4 separate regions of the Sus scrofa genome follow, and all the other regions are linked to region 2. The links are chromatin contacts, called in public Hi-C, HiChIP or PLAC-seq and promoter capture Hi-C maps. All regions are on one chromosome and are shown on one strand. The core of a region is the stretch at or near the end of the contact, and the rest is flanking DNA. Distances in the headings are between cores, read along the strand shown.

Evidence for each region. Promoter capture Hi-C pulls out the DNA fragments that hold promoters and counts their contacts. A called contact is a pair of places that touch in the nucleus more often than the background predicts. HiChIP or PLAC-seq counts read pairs in DNA pulled down with a chosen protein or histone mark.
Region 1: a promoter capture Hi-C map of liver shows a contact between it and region 2, with 2.5 times the contacts expected there. The contact joins the promoter of ZNF445 here to the promoter of TCAIM in region 2. A contact is called at or near these places in 1 of 5 promoter capture datasets (liver), 2 of 47 Hi-C or Micro-C datasets (fetal liver and skeletal muscle) and 1 of 2 datasets of contacts at active chromatin or transcription factors (alveolar macrophages).
Region 3: an H3K27ac HiChIP or PLAC-seq map of alveolar macrophages shows a contact between it and region 2. The contact joins the promoter of ZNF197 here to the promoter of TCAIM in region 2. A contact is called at or near these places in 2 of 47 Hi-C or Micro-C datasets (heart right ventricle and skeletal muscle) and 1 of 2 datasets of contacts at active chromatin or transcription factors (alveolar macrophages).
Region 4: a Hi-C map of liver shows a contact between it and region 2, with 4 times the contacts expected there. The contact joins the promoter of ZKSCAN7 here to the promoter of TCAIM in region 2. A contact is called at or near these places in 1 of 5 promoter capture datasets (liver) and 2 of 47 Hi-C or Micro-C datasets (embryonic fibroblasts and liver).

Annotation. Positions count from the first base shown.
Region 1 is chr13:27,781,798-27,784,918 of Sscrofa11.1, reverse strand. It overlaps ZNF445 (zinc finger protein 445), which reads left to right and starts at 1,571. Exons shown (of 7, transcript XM_003358387.4): 1 at 1,571-1,675.
Region 2 is chr13:27,646,084-27,649,358 of Sscrofa11.1, reverse strand. TCAIM (T-cell activation inhibitor, mitochondrial) reads right to left here and starts at 1,289. Exons shown (of 12, transcript XM_021071724.1): 1 at 1,026-1,289.
Region 3 is chr13:27,873,890-27,877,048 of Sscrofa11.1, reverse strand. ZNF197 (zinc finger protein 197) reads right to left here and starts at 1,575. Exons shown (of 6, transcript XM_013981533.2): 1 at 1,411-1,575.
Region 4 is chr13:27,837,431-27,840,716 of Sscrofa11.1, reverse strand. It overlaps ZKSCAN7 (zinc finger protein with KRAB and SCAN domains 7), which reads right to left and starts at 1,522. Exons shown (of 6, transcript XM_013990082.2): 1 at 1,425-1,522.

The sequences.
Region 1 (3,121 bases), core at 322-2,821, 140 kb before region 2:
GTTTGCTCTGGCACGTGAACAAGTAAATCATTAGCGCCCTTGGGCTGGGTATGTGAACTTAAGTTTGGCACTTGTCATCAGCCTCTACATGGAGTAAAACATGAGCCACTGCAGCCATAGACCCACAGCACCCCAAGTGAAGCTCAGGATGGAGTCCCGGAGTGCAGTGGTCTGTGCTCTAGGAAAACTGAAAGAACAGGCCTTCAGATAGATATTTTTATGAGAAGATTTTATGTACCCAATTCTTGCAGATTCCCATATCTAGAAAAACACTAAAATCCTTCATGGTGATGTCTGTTCCTTGGGACTAGTAGTAACCTTCAAGAGATTAGCAACAAACTTTTATAAAATGTGTGTGTGCTGCATGCACCTCCTCCTCACCTTTATCCTATCCTGGGTGGTATTTCTGCCTGGTCTGTAGTTAATGGTGAAGAATGTCATAGTCATCTGTAAAAGCAGTCTCTTCCAACGGTGAGAGCCACTGAGTTCTGCAGGCTATGAAAACTCAGGATACTGGCCCTGATAGTGGAGGTGCATATCAAAGGAATGATTTCAGTGAGCCCAGGCCTCTTTTGTTCCTGCTGCCTATCCTTTGTTGCACCACCCCCTCCCCCCATATATCCTAGCTCCTCCCTCATGCCTCAGAGTGGAGCAGTTTCTCAGGGCTACCCGAGATGCTGTCTCCCGGGGCTTAAGACTTAATTTCACCCCAAATAAAACTTAACTCTCAACTTTCAGGTTGTGTAATTTTTTAGTCAACAGGTATTCTGTATGGGATGGGCTGGGGTGGCTTACCCTAGAAAATGTCGAGTTAACTGTAAAAAGCCCTCATTGTATTAAAAAGCAAGGCAAATGTTGAGTTAACTAAAAAGCCTTCACTGTGTTAAAAAGCAAGGCATGGGAACAATAATGGGATGGCTTCCCAAAGCCCTTTGCATGAACATCCCTGCTTCCCCTGTTCCCTGCGGTAACCTCTGGGTCTATGGTCAACATCGGTGGGCGTACTTACTGGCCAATTGGACCTGCCGATACACACGCTGATGGCCTTTCCTCCTGGCGGTGCTATGGATGTGGTGTAGGCCAACAGCTGCAGCTCCTATTCGTCCCCTAGCCTCGAAATGCCACGTGAGTGGCCCTAAAAAGAAAGAAGAAAAAAAAAAAAAAAAAAGACTATGTATATGCTTGTGGAATAGAATGTGATGACGACTACCCCTTACGTAACTAATGTCTTGGCAAATAGCCGGCCTTGTGTATACCAATATAAAAGGCAAACGGGACTTTCTATGCTGCTTTTGATGCCAATAAAGGGATGTATGCTCTACTGCGCTTCGGCTCTTTTTTAGGTTGCCTGAATCTAGAGTGAACCTGCCTGGTCTCCAGCGACTGCAATACAGAGCTCTAAGGCATGAATATAACTAAGCAGGCGTCCAGCGTGTTAGGTGGAGGGTGTGTTGACAACCCTCTGGGCTGGGCTCAGAGGAAGCACAGAGGACCACTGGGGCCCACCCAGAGAAGTCGAGACTACGGCCCTCCCAGCTTCCTAGAGAGGCCAGGAGGCCCGCGCCGCGGCGACGCGCGTGCGCGATATGAGCCAGCAGAGCTCCGGGAGCCGGGAGGCTGGCGCGGGTTGGGCCGTCCGGTCTGGGGAGCCAGCGTTTTTCGGCCGCAGAAGTCGGTGAGCGGCTCGGTGGGGCGAGGGTCCTGTGGGGGCTGCTGTGCGGGGTTCCCAGGGGCGGTGGGTTGAGGCTCGGCCTGGAGGCCGCGCCCGGGGCGGGGGTCTGGCCTGGGAGCCCGACCCGCCGCGGTGAGGGCGTATTTGCCTGCGTTTTGCCGCCAGGGGCGAGAATTTGGAGTAATCGTTTCTGTGTTCTACCACACCTCCCAATTATGCAAACAAAGCGCACTCTTTACAATTAGGTGACGCCAGTGAGCGTAAGAAAGTAAAAGTAAATGCAGTTCGTTGATTTTTTTTTCCTCGGGACTTCCGGACCTTTTTAATTTTGTGCATGATTATGCAAACTCAATATATTACATATACAGTTTTAAAGAAATGGAATTAATTTACTGCTTTAAAAATAAGTAATCCGTATATTTTAATTTTAAAAAATTAAGACGTCATCCACATATTAGTTTCAGGTGTATAACGTGGTTTCATATTTGTATATTATTGCTTTTAAAAGGCCTTTTTTTAGTATTGTGGTAAAACATAACATTTATCACACGATACGTGAAAATTGATCATTTAAGCCATTTTAAAATGTATAATTCAGTGGCATTAAGTACATTCATACTGTTTTATTTTCAACTTGTGGAATGCGTTTATTCGTATATTGGTTAAAATTGTTGCCAGCATTATGACACCAATGAGACATATTTTTGCAAGTATAATGAAAAGAAAACATTTTGTTTGTAGCTTATTTTCTCTAGTACATGAAGCTGGACATGCGCGTAAGGAAAAGAGGTGGTTACAGAAAGAAATGAGACTGTTTCAACAGAACCAGTTTGCCTTTAATCAGCAAGGAGGGGCAACAGTCGGGTTTGAGGCCAGACTGTTGGCCAGGGTCTTGGAGCTTCCAGAATATGTAGGGGAGTTTAGAAGTCCTGTTTTTTGTCAAGGTTATTTTTATCAGTTACAGTTTAGCGAATGTGATGAGTTGACCGGAGAGTGATTGTGTGTCTGGTGCCATCAGGAACTGTTCCTGCCTGGTGCCTGGAGTCAGCAGAAGTTACTCTATCTCCTCCTGGGTGACCTGGGCTTCCCTTCATGCTCAATGAATGATATGTATTAGGGTGATTGTCTCTGTTTTCAGAATGAAAGCGTGGCATATAAAATGCCATTTTAAAAAACAAGGCACAGCTGTAACCTAAAACCACTCTACTGTCTTCTCATTTATACAAGCCTAAGAAATCAGAGAATATTTACCTTCCTAAGCTAAAGTAGTGGCCAGTCTTCTTTAAAACTGTTTGCATTTCGGAGTTCATCTTGTGGCTCAGTGGTTAACGAATCCTACTAGGAACCATGAGGTTGAGGGTTTGATCCCTGGCCTTGTTCAGTGGGTTAAGGATCTGGCGTTGCCATGAGCTGTGGTGTAGGTTGCAGACGTGGCTTGGATCCCGAGTT
Region 2 (3,275 bases), core at 40-2,539:
GCTGCTGTAATCCACTTAATAGTGATACTAGCTTCTATTTCATAAGATGAACATTTCTGATTTTAACCTAAATTCTGTGCTGTTAATAGAGAGACATCAAGTTTCCTGTTAGGTTTCAAATCAAATTTGGTAGAGAGATAACTAAATTGGTGGGAAAGCCAACTTATGGGTAGTTCAGAAAAAAACTTTTGTTTAAATTACTTTTGACTGAAATCATTTTTACCAAATGGAGGTCCTAGAACTGATCTGTGGCCATTTGGCACATTTTTATTTGAAAGTAACTTATTTTAAAAGAGTTAATATCCTCAGGCTACTCTCATTTAAACTTAGTAACTATCTTGTCAGGTTTTAAAAAGTAGTTCTAAGGAGAGAGAAAAACAGGCAATTTTTGGTTGCTTTTCAGTTTAATACTTGTTAGAGAAGGTGAAAGGACCAAGAAAAAGCAAAAGTAAAAGCAGGAAGCCCTTTAGAGAAATTAATAAATTGTAGCAAAGTATTTAGGTTTTTAAGATTCCTTTTCTAAATCTGCCATGAGATTTGAATAACAATTCCTATGATAAGTCAAAGACTTCGGGGAAGTATGACAGACGGAAAAATAAAACCTAAATCACCTTAGGTTTCTCATTTCAAAACAAGTTAAAACAGATGCGTTGCGGGTACTCTGGCCCCTGGCACTGCCTGTGTTCAAAAGCTGGAACTTGGGGACTCCAAGAGCAGCCCACCCCCAACGCCGCCCCCACCCCCTCCTGCGCCCAACAGCCTGAAGGCACAAACGGAGTCCCTCCCCACCTTCTCCTTAACAGTTCAGGCACGGATCTGCCCAGAGAGTTTCCACCGACCCGCTCCACCTCCCACCACATACCAAGAGGAACAGTCGCTCCTACCGCAGGGGTGTGCGGCGGCGCGCTGGGCCGTGCTGGGCCGTGCGGGAGCGCATGCGCACCGGGGCCCCGGGCGGACCAACGAGCGCGCGCTGCCGGCCTGGTCCTCCACCCGCCCGAAGACAAACTCTGACAAGCCCCTACCCGCAGTGCTTTCTCGGCCTCCCGCCCTCGAAATCTCAGCTGGGTGCGTTCCGCTCCACCCGTCCTTCTGCGCCGGCTGCGGAGGCTGGCTAGAGAGGAGTCGCAGAACGCGCTCTCATTGGCCGAAGCATGCCAAGTCTTCCTTTCGGGCGCCTGCGCGTAGCAGGAGACGCGGGTTAAAACCCTAGAGGCTCTCAGCCCCGCGCTGACGTCAACAACCAGGTGACCGCCTGTCTTGCACGCAGCCTTGGAAGCTCAGATCCGTTTTCTTACCTCCGGCCGGGAAGAGGCTCAGCGCGCTCCGCTGAAAGCTTTGAGAAGTGCGACTGGAGAGCTCTAAGAGATGTGAAGGACGAAGCGGGAGGGAGTCGGAAGATGATTGGGCGGCAGGTGGCCGGAAGGTCTTTGCGCGGAGGGCGTGTAAAGAAGTGCGATTGAACGCGAGATGGAGCCGGGAGATTGGAGCGGGGGGCTAGAGCGCGCACGCATGCGCCGGCTCTGCTCCCCACCCACCCCACCCCCACTCCGATCCGGGTGCCCCCAACCCTGGCCGCCTGGGACGGCTGGAGGCTGCCTGGGCGTTTCAGCCAACACTGTGTTAGGAGCTGGCGCCTTAACTACAGCTCTCACTTGAAAGCTCCAGATTTTAAAGTTCTTAAAAAGCATGTCCTTTAGCTTTTAGTTTTTCTTCAGACCAAAAAGTGTCTTAAAAGTATTCCCTTTGGCATTTTCCCATAAATATAGCTAATTAAAAAAATTTTTTTTTCCGGTTTGCATTTTCTTTTTAACCTCGGGCCCCTTCAATATCTGGGTATTTTGAAACCTTAAGCACTCTCCATCAGCTTGGGGGTTTTAATATTACATGTACTTCGCTTTTAAGACTTTGGTTACCCGCATAAACTGCCACAGAGAGAATAAGGCAAATACAATTAGAGCTTTTTTTCCTTTTCTCTCTTTTGGCACCGTCGACCGAGGTTTAAAAGCAAACACCACCCCCTCCCCAAACCTCTATTTGTTCCAGCCCTCAGAGTTCCTGACCTCTCATTAGAAACAATCTGGGCAACCTGTGGTCTGTTCCATTCAACCCCATTTTTACTTTAAAAGCTTGTTTGTCATCTCTTGCATTTTCATCCTTTCAAATGCATCCATGCCACTGGCATCTGAATAGTCTCATATTTCTTTAATTCTTTTCTTTGGGTTTCACTTATCAGCCATAGAAAAAACTAGATTATAATTGCCCACTTACTGTTCTCCACCCTCAAAGTCACCTCAAACTGATTGTGGTAATCTCCAAACTATTTCCTAGGTTCTGAATTTTAGTAATGGCAGTCCAGTTTGTTCATACTAGAGAACTGTCTTGACCATCACCTTCTGCCTCTCTATCCCATTCATGTGTATTCACCATTCCACATTTTATCTTAGCAGAGCATTCTGCCTAGTGCTAGGCTTTACCGTTTTTATTCTTGTGAGGTTATACTCATTCCAATCATGCTGCCATTACCCTATTTTGGGACTCCTTTAAGAAATACGTTTAGTCCTGCTAGTCACACTTATTATCTTATTCAGAGTTTTTCTCTAAATGATTTAAAATTATGGTTTAAAGGAACTTCCCTTGTGGTGCAGTGGGTTAAGGATCCTGTGTTGCTGCAGCTATGGCTCAGAGGCTGCTACTGCAGCACAGTTTGATCCTTGGCCCAGGAACTTTCACATGCTGTGGCATGGCCTAAATAAATAAATAAATAATGGTGTAAAGTATCAAATCTAATGTATCAAGCTAAGGACTGAGGATGATCACCTTGAGAATGACTGCTACAGATTTCTGAAGATGGGTTCAGAGAAGTTTAAACCTCCTAAGACGGTCTGAAAGGTACAATCTTTGTTTGGATAGTTAAGTTCTGGTATATTTAAAGTACTGATTTCTTTAGTCATACCTAAGGTAACATACATAAATTACAAAATTTCAAGATACAGATAGTATTATACTAAAGGAAATAGATACACTAAAGGAAAACTTCAAAGAATAATTAAAGATTTTTGGTATAACTCAGAAGGTACTCTGGAATTTTAGTTTGTGTGAGTCAATTTCCAATATTATTTTATTATTCTAGATTACAAATGTAGAATAGACATTAGAGATTGGACTGAGTGTTCATCAAATCTACTTCACAACCCTAAAGGTTTTTCTGAAAGCCCCAGACACCTGCTTGCATATTTTTGCCTATATGTCTCCTTCTTATTAAATGCTTCATG
Region 3 (3,159 bases), core at 326-2,825, 230 kb before region 2:
CTCACTCAGTGAGTTAAGGATCCAGTGTTGCCATGAGCTGTGGTGTAGGTCACAGACACAGCTCAGATCCCACGTGGCTGTGACTGTGGCGTAGGCCTGAAGCTGCAGCTCAAATTCGACCTGGGAACTTTCATACCCTGCAGGTGAGGCCCTAAAAAGCAAAACACACACACACACACATATACGAATATGAATGAGTGGGTCACTTTGCTGTACAGCAGAAACTCGCACAACATTGTAAATCAACTATACTTTAATTTGAAAAAAAGACTTCTGTGCCATTTGCAGCAACATAGACAGACCTAGAAATTATCATACTAATTTCAAGTCTTAGTAAGACAAAGACAAATATATGAGATCACTAATATGTGAGATCTAATTTAAAAAATGATACAAAAGAACTTACAAAACAGAAACAGACTAAAAGATTTAGAAAGCAAACTAATGGCTACCAAAGGGGAAACATGGTGAAAAGGGATAAATTAGGAGGTTGGGACTAATATATACAAACTACTATATGTAAGACAGGTAAGTACCTATATGTAAGATAGGTAAGTACTACTATATGTAAGATAGGATCTACTCTATAGTTCAGGGAAATCTACTCAATATTCGGTAATAACTGATAAGGAGAAGAATCTGAAAATGAATATATATCTATGTATTTGCATAACTGATTCACTTTACTGTACATCTGAAACACAAAACTGTAAGTCAACTACACTCCAATAAAAATTTTAAAATAAAAAAAAAAACTTTAGAAAGACTTCTGAAAGCCAAACAACTATTCTAAAGCAATGGTTCCCAAACAACAGTTCATTATAAAGCTTTAATCTAACAAGATGTAAAAGCAACAAAATAACAACAACAACCGTACATAGTCACTGACAGGTTGGCAACAACCTGTTTTGCAAACGACGCCATTTAGTGTTTAGTGTGGAAATATATTCTCTGAAGCAATGGTGGTATGGGAGGTCTCAGTTTGCTTATTAAATACCATATAACAAAATTTAAAGATGGGAGTCTGCCAATTCCTTAAGAAAAACGAAAACCAAAGTCCCCATAAGCCTGGGAGCCCCTGCTCCTCGTACATCTCAACTGTCAGCATCAGCCTCAGAAAAGACTGAGAAACCGCAGAGAGGCCTAAGCTGGGGAACCTGGCTACTGAGGGCGCTGTTCTCAAAGGGACTGTACATTCTACTGATTCGAGGACCGGTCCACAGACACAAACACAGACTCGGGGGCGCTGTCTTCAATACCTTCCCCAAGCCGCAGTCAAGGCATCCACCTCAACACCGAGCTGAGAAAGGAAGGAGCTTGGGGTCTGGGCCGGCGAGAGGTGCGCTCCCCTGGAGAGCTCAAGCCGCACCACGGGCCGCCCTACGCGCTGCCAATCCGACCGGAGCCCACCTCGCTCACCGGGGCTCCCGCGGCGGCTCCAGCCTTGGGGACCGCCGCCTCGGCGCCGGGACGCAGGGAGATGACACCAGAACTGGACGCGACGAGGGCCGAAGCCCAAAATAATGGCTGACCCCCGAGTACCTACACTTCCGGTCGCTCACGCCCCTACTCCCTGTCCCGGCTCTCTAGGAAGCTACATCTCTATGGTTCCTAGCTTTGCCCTTTGAAGGTAAGGAAGGGCGGGGCTCCTAGGCTCTTGAGAAGCTGTAGTCCAGACTGCAGAGGTCAATCACAGGGTCCAGGTCAGCCAGAGGCTTGTTGCCTCCTGAAGGACTTGGAGCTTTCTGTTTCACTTTGCATTTAAACTGACATTGGTAGGGAGTAATTCCTTATGTCTTCATGGGTCGCTTTTCCAATCTATTCTTGAACCTAGGGCAGTTCTCATATTAAGTAATAATATGGTTTATACATGACTCCCTTGGGAATTTGCTTACTGTCATGTATCTCTCACCCAAATGATTAGATAATGGAGTTTTGGCGTTAAATATTAATCAAGGTGCAACTGCAAGGTCCTATACAGATGGGGGGAACACCACCTCCCTGGAATGAGTAGGTCATTGGAGTTGCCCATCATCCTGGGTAAAGTTGGATCTGTGTAAAGGAAACTTCAATCCTTTAAGTTTAGATTTCTGGAATTGTCACCCCTATAGGAGACAGACCCAAAAGAGACTCCAAAAGGGTCTTGCAGGAGAGAGAAATGTCACTGGAGTCCTTAGGATGACAGCCAAATGGGGGTCCTTGGTTTCTCCTAGGAAAGAAGTCAAGAGGGAGCCAGAAAAAAATAAAAGTGAGTTTATTTAGAATACACACTTCATAGGCAGAATGCTGACAGTCTCAGAAAGTGAGAATGGCCTCAAAGCAAGGGGTTATAGGTTTTGTATGGGCTAAGTAATTTTATATGCTAATGAGTGGGAGCAATATTCTTGCTATTTGGGGAAGTATAGAGATTTCCCAGTAAGTCTGCCTACTTTTAGGCCTTTTGTGGTCCATCTTAAAACTGTCATGGCATAAGGGGGAATGATTTTTAGTTATTTCAATGAGGGTATAGGAGTTCCCATCAAGGCTCAGCAGTAATAAACCTGACTGGTATCCATGAGGACATGGGTTTGATACCTGGCCTTGCTCAGTGGGTTAAGGATCTGGAATTGCGGTGAGCTATGGTGTTGCAGCTCGTGGCTGGGATCCCGCATTGTTGTGGCTGTGGTGTAGGAGGGCAGCTGCGGCTTCCATTGGAGCCCTAGCCTGGGAACTTCCATATGTTGCAGGTGCGGCCCTAAAATAAAAGAATTAAAAATTAAAAATAAAAAAATGAGGGTATAATGAGTTAACGGTCAATGACTGGATTATTCTTAAGGCCACCTTGGTTGCATCTGGTTGCAGCCGGTCTTTTGGGGGTGGAAGAGGGATGGATTGGGAGTTTGGGATTAGCACATGAAAACTTATATATTGAATGGATAAAAGACAAGATCTTACTGTATAGCACAGGGAAATCTATATATATCTTTACATAAGTCAAATTGTACCATGTGAATTTGAAATGGTCAGTGGAACGAGTTGGAACTAGTCAGGTCCTGTGTCTGCATTACCCAGAAAGAAGTCTGCCATCTCCTTTTTTACCCCTTACCAACCTGCCTTCTGGAGCAGAAATGGACTTCAGGGAACATGGCTGGTATTATACAGCCAAATGATGCCTATATA
Region 4 (3,286 bases), core at 273-2,772, 190 kb before region 2:
CTTGAAGGCATTCCTAATTGCCCCATGCAAGAAGGGTAGCTGGTAGTCTCCCTCTCTGTATCTCTTACTATAACACCATATTTTTAACTAGTTTGTGCACAACTCACCACTCACATCCATCCAAATGGATGGCCACAAAAGGAAAGGAAACTAACAGGAGTTAGAAATGCCAGACTCTCCTCTACTCAACGCATCTCCTCTAGAAAGCCTTTCGGATCTCTCCAGGCTTAAGTGTGGCTACTGACTCAGTGAACCCACAGTATTTTTTCATTCAAAACTCTGCTGGGGCACTTCTTACACTGTGTTAGTGATTTATACAACTGTCGCCCCGCTTTCTGGGAGAATTCACAGGTCAGAGCTGGTTCTTTTTTTTTTTTTTTTTGTCTTTTTTTTTTGTTGTTGTTGTTATTGTTGTTGTTGTTGCTATTTCTTGGGCCGCTCCAGCGGCATACGGAGGTTCCCAGGCCAGGGGCCGAATCAGAGCTGCAGCCACCGGCCTACGCCAGAGCCACAGCAACGCGGGAACCTAGCCGCGTCTGCAACCTACACCACAGCTCACGGCAACGCCGGATCATCAACCCACTGAGCAAGGGCAGGGACCGAACCCGCAACCTCACGGTTCCTAGTCGGATTCGCCAACCACTGCGCCACGACGGGAACTCCAGAGCTGGTTCTCAGTAATCTTTGTACATGTGTGTGTACTTGACATAGAGAGGCACACATCTAGGAAGCAAATGAATGCAGTTCATTTAGCTGACAGTGCAGTTACGCTTGCGGGGGGTACCGGAGGAGGGGCGATTTTTATCCAGTTTACATACTTTGAAACTCTGAGAATCATCAGCACCTTAGTGGTAACTAAATCAACTGTTCCATACTTCCAATTCACCATGCATCTTTGCAGCCTGGGCAAGCCACTACTCTGCAGGCCTCAATGTCTTAAAATTTGTGAACTTTGCTATGCGAGAACATATAAAGTTCAGGCCATTTTCCTATTTCCCTTACTGCTCCGAATGCTCAGTCCCTTATCTCATCTGCATTTTCATACTTCACGTTTGAAATTCCGACTGGGTCTGACCCACTTCTGACGCTTTGTTCTGTCTCCGAGCGCAAGGCTGGGAAAAAAAACCTATCTACATTTCGCGTTCAACCAGGCTTCCGCGGCGGCGCTCACCTGGCCACGTCTGCCCTGTGCATCGCTGTACCCGCAGGTGCCGGGCTCCGTGCCAGGCACGGCTGGTCAGGAAACTGGGACAAAGAGGCGGCTCTAAATCTGGCTGCTTCTGAGAGTCACGGGAACCGCGCAGCCGGCGGAGACCAGGGTACATCAGGGGGCGTCACCGACCTGGGTTGTGGGTGGCCTAGAGGCTCCGACCCAGTGGCCCTGGCCCCCAAAGCACCTCCCTCCTCGCCCCGTGTCCGCTCACCGGGGCACAGAAGCGGCAAGCCCTAGACACCTAGGAGAGCCAGCGGCCCGCACAAGCGAAAACAATGGCCGAGCCGGAAGCGAGAGAGGTCCCACTTCCGGCCTCACCAGGATCCCGGAAGTCTCCGTCTCTAAGGTGGGCGCGTGCGCCCCCGCACCTGGAGAGGCCGCTGCCCCTTGAGCGTATTGACTACCCTCACCCAACCGAGCTGGGGCAGGGCAAGGGCAGTAAGGGCCCGGCCTGATTAGTGTGCACGTGCTTTTCTTAGGCTATTTAAGGTCTGGGCGACCGTCATGCACCCAAAGTCTACCCTTTCCCCTCCTGACCTTTGGAAAGATACCTAGTCTCTGAGCCTGTTTTTTTGATCTGAAAAAGGCAGAGCCCAGTGTATGCCTCCCAGGGCTGTGAGCATTGAGATATACTGACCGTAATTATTATACTGTATGTGATGCCCAGGGCATTTTTCACCCAGTATGAGTGGTTTTTAGTTTGTATGTGGAAGTTCCCAGGCCAGGAATGGAAGCCACAGCAATGACAACCCAGATTCTTAACCCACTGAGCCACCGGGGAACTCCCCAACATATCTTAATGAAAGGAGCAAGTTATCTCCGTCTTATTGATGAAGAAAAGAGCACAGAGATTATGATGTTTCAGCCCATGGATGTGGTTAATCTTTCCTAAAACAGAACCGCACTCTGGTGTCCAAGCAGAGGTCTTGTAGGGGTGTGGAAAAGGGAATAGGGAGCTTGACAAGAGCAAAGTTATCTTGCTGCCCAACCATCCATCTTGGTGAACTTAAGATGACCCATACAAGGGCTCTGAGAAAAACAAAGTCATTAGAACTTGAGAAACTCTGGGCCCCAACTGTTCTCAAGATATTTGAAATAGCTAGATTGTACTTGAGGTTAATCATTAAAATAACAACATAAGACATTCTGTACAGCTATACATCTTTCTGTATCCTGCATGTAACTAAAGGTTAAGGTAGCATGTTAGACATGTAAGCAAGCACTATTAATGTATTTCCCCCTTTCAGTTTGGGGTCCATGATTGGGAAGCCATTCCCCATGGACCCACTGGTGTAATAAAGCTATTCTCCATCTTCCTCGAGTGTCCTCTGAGGTGATTTCTGGGAATTCTACAACAGCCCCCTAATTTAACCAAGTGGGACCCTGTGAAGCCTTCCCAGAATAGACCCCCCCATCCATGTCCTCTATCTGCCTTTTGTCTGTATGAAATCTTTAGCCAAAGAATAAATTTAACCAGAGAAATGAGAAAATGCAGAAAGGAAAACATTTAAGCTAGACAATAATAATAAATAAATAATACTTTAGCCATTGAACAAAGCCAAGGATTTTTAGTTCTTCTTCAGGGACTATAATTAATATTTTGGGCCAGCCATATCTTTTTTTTTTTTTTTTTTTTTTTTTTTTTGCTTTTTTTAGAGCCACACCCACGGCACGTGAAGGTTTCCAGGCTAGGGGTCTAATCAGAGCTACAGCTGCCAGCCTACGACACAGCAGTGCCGGATCCGAGCCATGTTTGTGACCTACACCACAGCTCATGGCAATGCTGGATCCTTAACCCACTGAGCGATGCCAGGGATTGAACCTGCAACCTCATGGTTCCTAGGCAGATTCGTTTCCACTGAGCCATGACGGGAACTCCTGGGCCATGTCTTTTGAACTGTTCTGCATAGACTGAAACTCCCCACTAAGGGAGAGAAGTTAACTGTATTCTGCTCACAGTCACGTAGACTCCAGACTGGTTGTAACCAGAAGGTCGATGATGCTAATTCCCAGTTAACTCATTACCAATCAATCAGAAGAATCTCCATGAGCTGATCACACCCTATTCCTTGA